Regions from separate parts of the Mus musculus genome. Here region 1 is linked to region 2. Evidence: chromatin contacts called from public Hi-C data. All regions are on one chromosome and are shown on one strand. The core of a region is the stretch at or near the end of the contact, and the rest is flanking DNA. Distances in the headings are between cores, read along the strand shown. Region 1 overlaps Plcl2 (phospholipase C-like 2). Region 2 has its middle 8.9 kb from the start of Gm31015.

What was found. Hi-C and Micro-C count contacts between places; a contact is called where the count stands out from the background.
Region 1: a Hi-C map of CD8 T cells shows a contact between it and region 2, with 1.7 times the contacts expected there. The contact joins two enhancer-like sites. A contact is called at or near these places in 4 of 484 Hi-C or Micro-C datasets (CD4 T cells, CD8 T cells and memory CD8 T cells) and 3 of 115 datasets of contacts at active chromatin or transcription factors (bone marrow-derived macrophages, microglia and pancreatic cancer cells).

Annotation. Positions count from the first base shown.
Region 1 is chr17:50,578,335-50,581,869 of GRCm38.p6, forward strand. The region is part of intron 1 of Plcl2 (phospholipase C-like 2); the gene reads left to right. Among named protein-coding and RNA genes, the nearest start is that of Plcl2, 71 kb to the left of the region's middle. Within about 2 kb of position 2,272, at least 40 of the 459 cell types and tissues checked have an H3K27ac peak or open chromatin away from gene starts, as enhancers often do. A contact at or near this core is called in CD8 T cells and memory CD8 T cells, where this site is marked.
Region 2 is chr17:50,413,424-50,417,057 of GRCm38.p6, forward strand. No RefSeq gene overlaps it. Among named protein-coding and RNA genes, the nearest start is that of Gm31015, 8.9 kb to the right of the region's middle. Within about 2 kb of position 1,803, at least 100 of the 459 cell types and tissues checked have an H3K27ac peak or open chromatin away from gene starts, as enhancers often do. A contact at or near this core is called in CD8 T cells and memory CD8 T cells, where this site is marked.

The sequences.
Region 1 (3,535 bases), core at 1,022-3,521, 170 kb after region 2:
TGTTTGAGTTTGTGCTGCCATGCCTCTCCAGTATTAGTAAGTCAGGGGCAAACGTTTATAATAACCTAAGTATAAATCATTAGAGGAGAAAATGATTTTCATAATCCTCCCTCTGCCCTGTGGCATTGTATGCTGCTGGTAAAACTTGGTATTGTAAATATTTTGTGCCATGACATTGAAATGTTATGAAGTCAAAGCAGGTAAAACTGCTTGGAAAAAAAACTAGAATCAACTGACACATAAAGAAATTACTGTGGCCTTTATTAGTAAAAAAATAATTTAGTGAATAAGTGGATTCAGGCAAAATGCCTCCAAAGTATTAAATCTCTCTCTTGTTATTCTTAAACTTGTGTAGAACTAGTAGTAAGAAATAAACATTTGTGTATCCACACAGATACTTATACAGATACACACAAGTATTTAAAGCAGTATCTTTCCCAACTTAAAGTAACAGCTCATCATAACCAGAAAGATGTAAAAATAGCTTTCAGAAATGAGTGAACTGGGTAGATGTTACTCATTAGAACTGGTAGGGAATAGTTTATAGTTGATGTAGATTGTTCTACATGTTTATTAAAATAAGTACATTGTAGCTGAGTGTGTGTGTGTGTAAATGTAATATGAAACACATGTGTACACATGCACACATTTATGTTTATAATACATTCATTATATTTACAACAGGAGGACATCAAGTATCTTATTCTATACCTCTCCTCTTATTTCTTTGATGTAGAGTCTATAACTGGACTTGTAGCTGGGCTAGTGGCCAGCAATCTCCGGCGATCCTTCTGTTTCTGTCCCCCTAACCCCAGCAGTGCTGAGGTCACGGACGTACATGGTTATAGCTCTTATTTTATATGTGTGTAGGGATTTGAACTCATCTCCTCATCTTTATGCAGAATATACTCTTAACTGCTGAGCCATATTGCCATTTTACTGAATTTGATTATATATGGAGATATTTAATGACACAGTGCATGGATAAAGCGAAAATATTATTTTGGATTAATTACCTTCATGGGAAATAAATGGTATGATACATAAATGCACATACACAATATCTATATATCTATATATTTGAAGCAGTATATCTTATCAAACTTTGAAAAAAGTAGCAGGTTGCCATGATCATCATGAATATGCAAAAACACAACTTGAGAAGCTTTTGACTTTTGATAGCTTTTCTGGAAAGAAACGTGTGTGTTAGTGGTGCTGGGAAGTTTTTGACCAGTCTGACACAAGCTAGAGTCACCTGGGAAGAAAGACCCTCAATGATGGAAGTGCCTCCACCCAGTTGGACTGTTGCAAAGGCTGTAAGGCATTTTCTTTCTGATGTAGGAGGTGACACTCAGAGCAGTGTCACCCCTGGGCAGGGGTCCTGGGTTGTACAAAGTAGCAAGTTGAGTGAGACATAGGGGAAGCCAGCCAGTAAGCAACACTCCTCCATGATCTCTGCTTCAGTTCCTGATCCAGGTTTGTGTCTTGAACTCTTACCCTCAATGATGAGTTGTGACCTGAGAGTTGTAATATGAAATAAACCCTTTCTTCTTCAAGTTGTTTTTCCTAGGAACATTTTAGAATATTCTATCCTAACAATTAAAAGCAAACCAGGACAGACTTTACTCCCAGAAGTAGGGTCTTGCTGGACAAATCTAACGTGTTTGTATTGGGATGATTACAGAATGGTTCTGGCGCTTTGGGCTGGGAAAGCTGTCAGGTGCACAGAACTCAATGGCTGTTAGGAGAACAATGCGGAGGCCCGTGTCTGTCTGCCTCCAGTGGCAGGATTACAAGGATTTTGCACTGTGATGGATTTTTATTTAGGTGCTGGGGAACTGAACTCAGACCCTACATGTGTGTGGCACTTTACAGTTTACCAACTGAGCCATCCCCCAAGTCTCAAGCATTCATTTTCCACATCTAAACTTTAAGAAGGCACAGTCACACAAAGTTTATACTGAGAGCTTATTCGGTGAATATAGTATTTAAAACTGGCTATCCACTCTTTAGGCTACCTCAAACCTTGGTTTTGTTTTGTTTTTATAGTTAGGTTGCAGTCTTATGACAGAAGAAGTGGTAACCCTTTTTGATTGTTAATAGGACAGTCTCTCAAGGTGACCCGTTGAAAGTGTAATACAAATGATTGTAAAACAGATGAAAATTTATTTGTGATATCCGTCCATGAAGGCTCCATTGTCATAAATGTTCACAGACCTGGTAAACACGGTTTGCTTTGGTGTCTTGTTAAATAGCAATGTGAAAGTGAAAGCTCTTTTTTTTTTCCTATTACTTATAGCTTTGTGTCAGTGAGCTACCACTTTTGGAACTCCTGCTCCCTCCACAGGAGGAGGTTAAAGAAAATACCAAGGGAAACAGGGAAACTGGTGGTCTGCTCCTTACTTCCATGTCTGTTGCCAGTCAGCAAGTTTGGGTCTAGACTCTGCTGCTGTGATAAAAGTCCATGACCAAAGCAACTTTTAATAGAGTACTTGGGCTTATAGCACTAGAAGGCTAAGCGTCCGTCGTCATCATGGAGGGGTGGAATGGCAGCGGTCAGGTACGGTATCTGGAGCTGCAAAGCAAGACTTCACATCTCAAATTGCAAGCATGAAACAGCAAATTGGGAATCTCAAAATCTGCCTCTGGTGACATACTTTCTCCAGCAAAGCAAGACATCTAAATCTCCCAAGCACCACACCACTGCAGACCAAGTGTTCAGATGCCCAGGACTGTGGGGACATTCTCATTTAACCATCATACTCCATATCACCACCACAGAGAGAAGAATGATCCAACCATAGAGAGATGCTGGTGGCTATGACGCTCTTGGGAATGTGATCATATACAAAGCTAATTAGTTTTCTTGCCGTAGAGCTCTGGCATGCCCAGGTGCCAGAGGACATGGTGTCCATGCAACAGACCCAGAATCCTGGCAACAGGCTGAGGTGATGCAGACTTCCTGCAAATGACTCTGTTCACATTAAGAAGTTTTGTTGCCAGTGAGGAAACATAGCTTTCTTTGCCAAGGCATAGAAAGACTCATGTGAGATTTTTTAGTCAGTTCTTCTTTTAGAACGGTGGTTCCCAACCTTCCTAATGTTGCAACCCTTTAATGCAGTTCCTCAGGTGTGTGGACCCCAATCATAGCATGACTTTTGTTGCTACTTCATAACCTCATTTTGCTACTCTTGTGAATTGTAATGTAAATGCCTAATAGGATACCTGATTGCGTGACTCCTGTGAAAGGGCTGTTTAACCACAAAGGGTTATCGGGACCCACGGGTTAAGAACTGCTGTTTTAGAACTTTCAGTCGATAGTGTCACTTGCCAAAGAAAGATGATTTTCAAAAAATAGTAATTCTAGGGCATGATGAACTTTTGCTTGGGAATGTTTACTTACGTACACAACACCGATAATTTAATTATTATTCATCCCTTAGTGGCTTTGGGATGATCAGCCTTGGGGTGATTCTAAGCCCAGGAGGAGTGTGAATTTGACAAACACTTTAGAGTCAGCTGCTGCTGTGATTAA
Region 2 (3,634 bases), core at 553-3,052:
CAGAGCCAGCCCACTGTGCAGGAACAATATTTCTGTATGAGTTACGTTTCTTGCTGTGATGATGATAAAATACCTGACCAAGGTAATGTACAGAAGGAAGGGTCTTTCATTTTGCCTGTAGTCTGAGGATATAGTCCGCCATGGTGGGGAAGTCATGGCCAGCCCACACCCACAGTGCAGGCCCCGCCCATTAAGCATCCCTGCAAATGTCTTTACAGACACACTCAGAAGTTTGATTCCTAGACGATCCTAAGTCCTGTCAAACTGAAAATCAAAATTAACCATCACAGCATTGTAATTAACAACTGTTTCTGGGGGTAGGAGCAGGAGGTTGGCTGGTCACATTGTGTCCATGCTCTGGATGCAGAGGATGAAGAGCAATATTTAGGTCACTGTATTTTATAACAGCAACAGAAAACTAACCAATACAGATAGACTGCTTTAAAAATAGCGCAATTATCATTTGAATATGAAATATCCACCCTAAGTGAACTGCAGTTGGTCCCCAGCTGGTAGCCTCTTTGGGAAGGTTGTTGACTCTTTGGGGGTAGCTCCTTAAGAAGAAAATGGCGCACTGAAGGTGAGCCTTGAGATTTTATAGCCTTGTTCAACTTGCTCTTTGTCCTTCTCTGCTTCCTGAGTGTGGATGAAAGGTGACAGTAAGACAGTAAGCTCCTACCCCTCCCTTACCTTACCACTGACTTGTTCGGGAAGTATTAGCCAAAATGAGACCGTCCTTCCTTTAGTGGCTTTAGTCAGGGTATGTTATCACAGCTAACCAAGACCATAAACCACACCATAATTTTACTTACCTTATTTGTTTTGGCACGTGTTGTATCTGTACAAGGGTCAGATGACTACCTCAAGTGTCATTCTCGGGATGTGCTTTCTTTGAGACAGGGCTTGCTTTTAGCCTAGAGCTAAATAATTAGGTTAGGTAGGCTGTCTGGCCTAAAGATATACCTAAAGATATACCTGTCTCCACACCTCCATGTGCATCACTATACTAGCCTGGGTCTCAGAGATACACCTCAGGTCCTCAAAGCAAGGACTTTATTTATTGAGCTTTTTCTCCAGCTTTCTAATGTACACATTTAGTTGTACTTCAGTGGTTAACCATGAGTGTGTGAGAAACTTCATAACAGGTGCCCTGCCACTGGGACCTCCATGATACTGCCGGCATTACCAATCATGCTCCATGCTATCCTAAGCCAACTTTGTCCCCCTTTCCCTTGCCAATTTTTCCCTCACATATAGCTAAGGATTGGCTCACCATGACACCCCAAACCCCCACAATGATCCCTGCTTTATTGTACCAGAGGGGAAACTGAGGTGGTCTGGACTATCACATGTGTGAGCTTGTTCTCCAACATTGACATTTGCCTGGTTTCTAAGGCCATGTGTTGAGCTGAGGTTATGAGGCATGAGCCCCAGGTGCATTAAGTCAGGATCTCCCACTCTTAGGTGTGATTGGCATTTGAGACCTGGAAATTCTTGTGTGGACTGTGCTGTGCATTATAGTCTAATTAACAGTACTGCCTAACTGCTTCCTCTGTGTCAGATGTGATCATAGCCATCGTGATTCACTATCATAATTCACAGAGACCCTCATGTGATCAGAGAGGGGTGGGTTCATGGGTCTCCAGTGAGATCCTCAGGAGTTGCCTCTCCTCCCTATAATTCCAATCCTCACTCCTCATTGGTAAACATGTGACCAAAATAAGACTTTTCTCGGGGTATAGATACCCAGAAGTTCCCTCAGAGACTTCCCAGTGGTGTCACTGCCTTTGGTTCATGCACACTTCTGTGAGTAACTCTGATAACCTAACTGGTTCAGCAAGCTGAACTTGGTGAGAACTTTTCTTTGGTCTGTCAGTTTCTTAAAATCACAACAAGCCATATCCCTTGCCTCTACTCATAACCTGCTGACAGTAGTCTGTCCCCCAACTGTTATGAGCATACATTCAAAAAATGTCTCCAATATATTGCCAAATGTCCTCTGGGGAACAAAATCATTTCTGTCAGTGTGACACCTTTTTGATTTATCAGCATCTCCCATGTACAATTGAAACAGGAAGTGAAGTGAAAGTAGTTTATGTGGGCGGTGACCTCAGTACAGCAGTTTGAGGGAGTGGGGAAGTATGTTTTTATTTTTCTTGTTCTTGTAATAATAATAATATAAAAAAAACACCAAGAAGAAACTTAAGGAGGGAGAGGTTATTTTGGCTTACAGTTGGTGGGAATACAGTCCATCATGGGGGTGAGGAACCACAGTGACAGGAGGGGGAGGGTGCCGGGCACATTGTATCCATACTCAGGAGGCAGAAAAGAATAAGCAACAGGAGAAGCCAGGCTAACAAACCTCAAGGCAATCCCCAATGTACCCACTTCCTCCTCCAAGCCACCACCCTCAGAAGATTTCACAACCTTCCTTAGAGAGCCTCTGCCTGAAGACCCATTGTTCAAACACAAGGGTCTGTGCTGTACATTTTGCATTTGAATAAAACAGGAAGGGAATCAGAAGGAGAAAGCAAGCTAATAAATAAGCAGGTTGCTGTTGTGCAGTGTACAGCATGAGGGCCACCTCCTTGGGGACTGCTAGCTGGAGGAACACGATGATTTTGTTTTTGTTTTTTTTTTTTTAATTCCTGCAGGCCAGCATAAGATCACAACCACAAATTTTGAGTCAATTTTGAAGCAAGCTTTATTAAATACTGGCCAGGACAATGGACACTGATCAGGTCCATACTCAGGATCCCAGAGTATGCCAGAACTACTTTATTCAGAGGCTCATAGAGGCAAAAACCACAAGGCTATGTACTTCCTGTCTTTGTCCAATCAGGGGCAAGCATGCATCCTGGGGTACCTCCTGCCTACTTGTGATCAAGCACATCCCGTGCAGTTGAAACAACCAAACCTGTTTACAGAAGCAAAGACTTGTGGTTTGTTATCTTACATGACCAACAGCCCCCAGCATTCCAGGCACAAAGAAGGAGAAAGAAATCTGAACATTTCTCAATTTTCATATACCTTAAATAATTTTCTCCTCATACCTTCATAACTTAAGCTTTCATATCCCCAGAAATTACTTTCTTTGACCCTCATAGCTCAACATAAACTTATAAACCCCCCCAACCCCAATTTAATCATTTTTCATAAGACACAAGTGGCTGATTACTGAAAGCAGTCCTTTACTGTTGGGATAATCTCCAGTGCACTGTGTCAACGTTGTCTTTGTATTATTCAAATGTTGATTTCTGTACCAGCTGAGTGCTAAGTACTGTCTGGACTTTGGTATTGTTATTTTTATGAAGCATCATTTGTCTCACTGTTTGCTTTATAAAAGAGTTGACAGCCTATGGCTGGGCAAGAGAGGAAAGGGGGAACATCTGGACAGAGAGGGGGAATGCTGGGAAGAATTGCAGGTGTGTGTGTGTGTGTGTGTGTGTGTGTGTGTGTGTGTGTGTGTGTGTTATTGCCAGCCAGACATGGAGGAAGAAACAAGATAATGGGCCACGTGGCAGAATGTAGATTAGAATAAATGGGTTAATTAGGTTATATGAGCTAGTTGGGAATGAGCCTAAACTATAAGGCTAGCCTTAATGAATAATAAGTTTCTGTGTCATTATTGGAA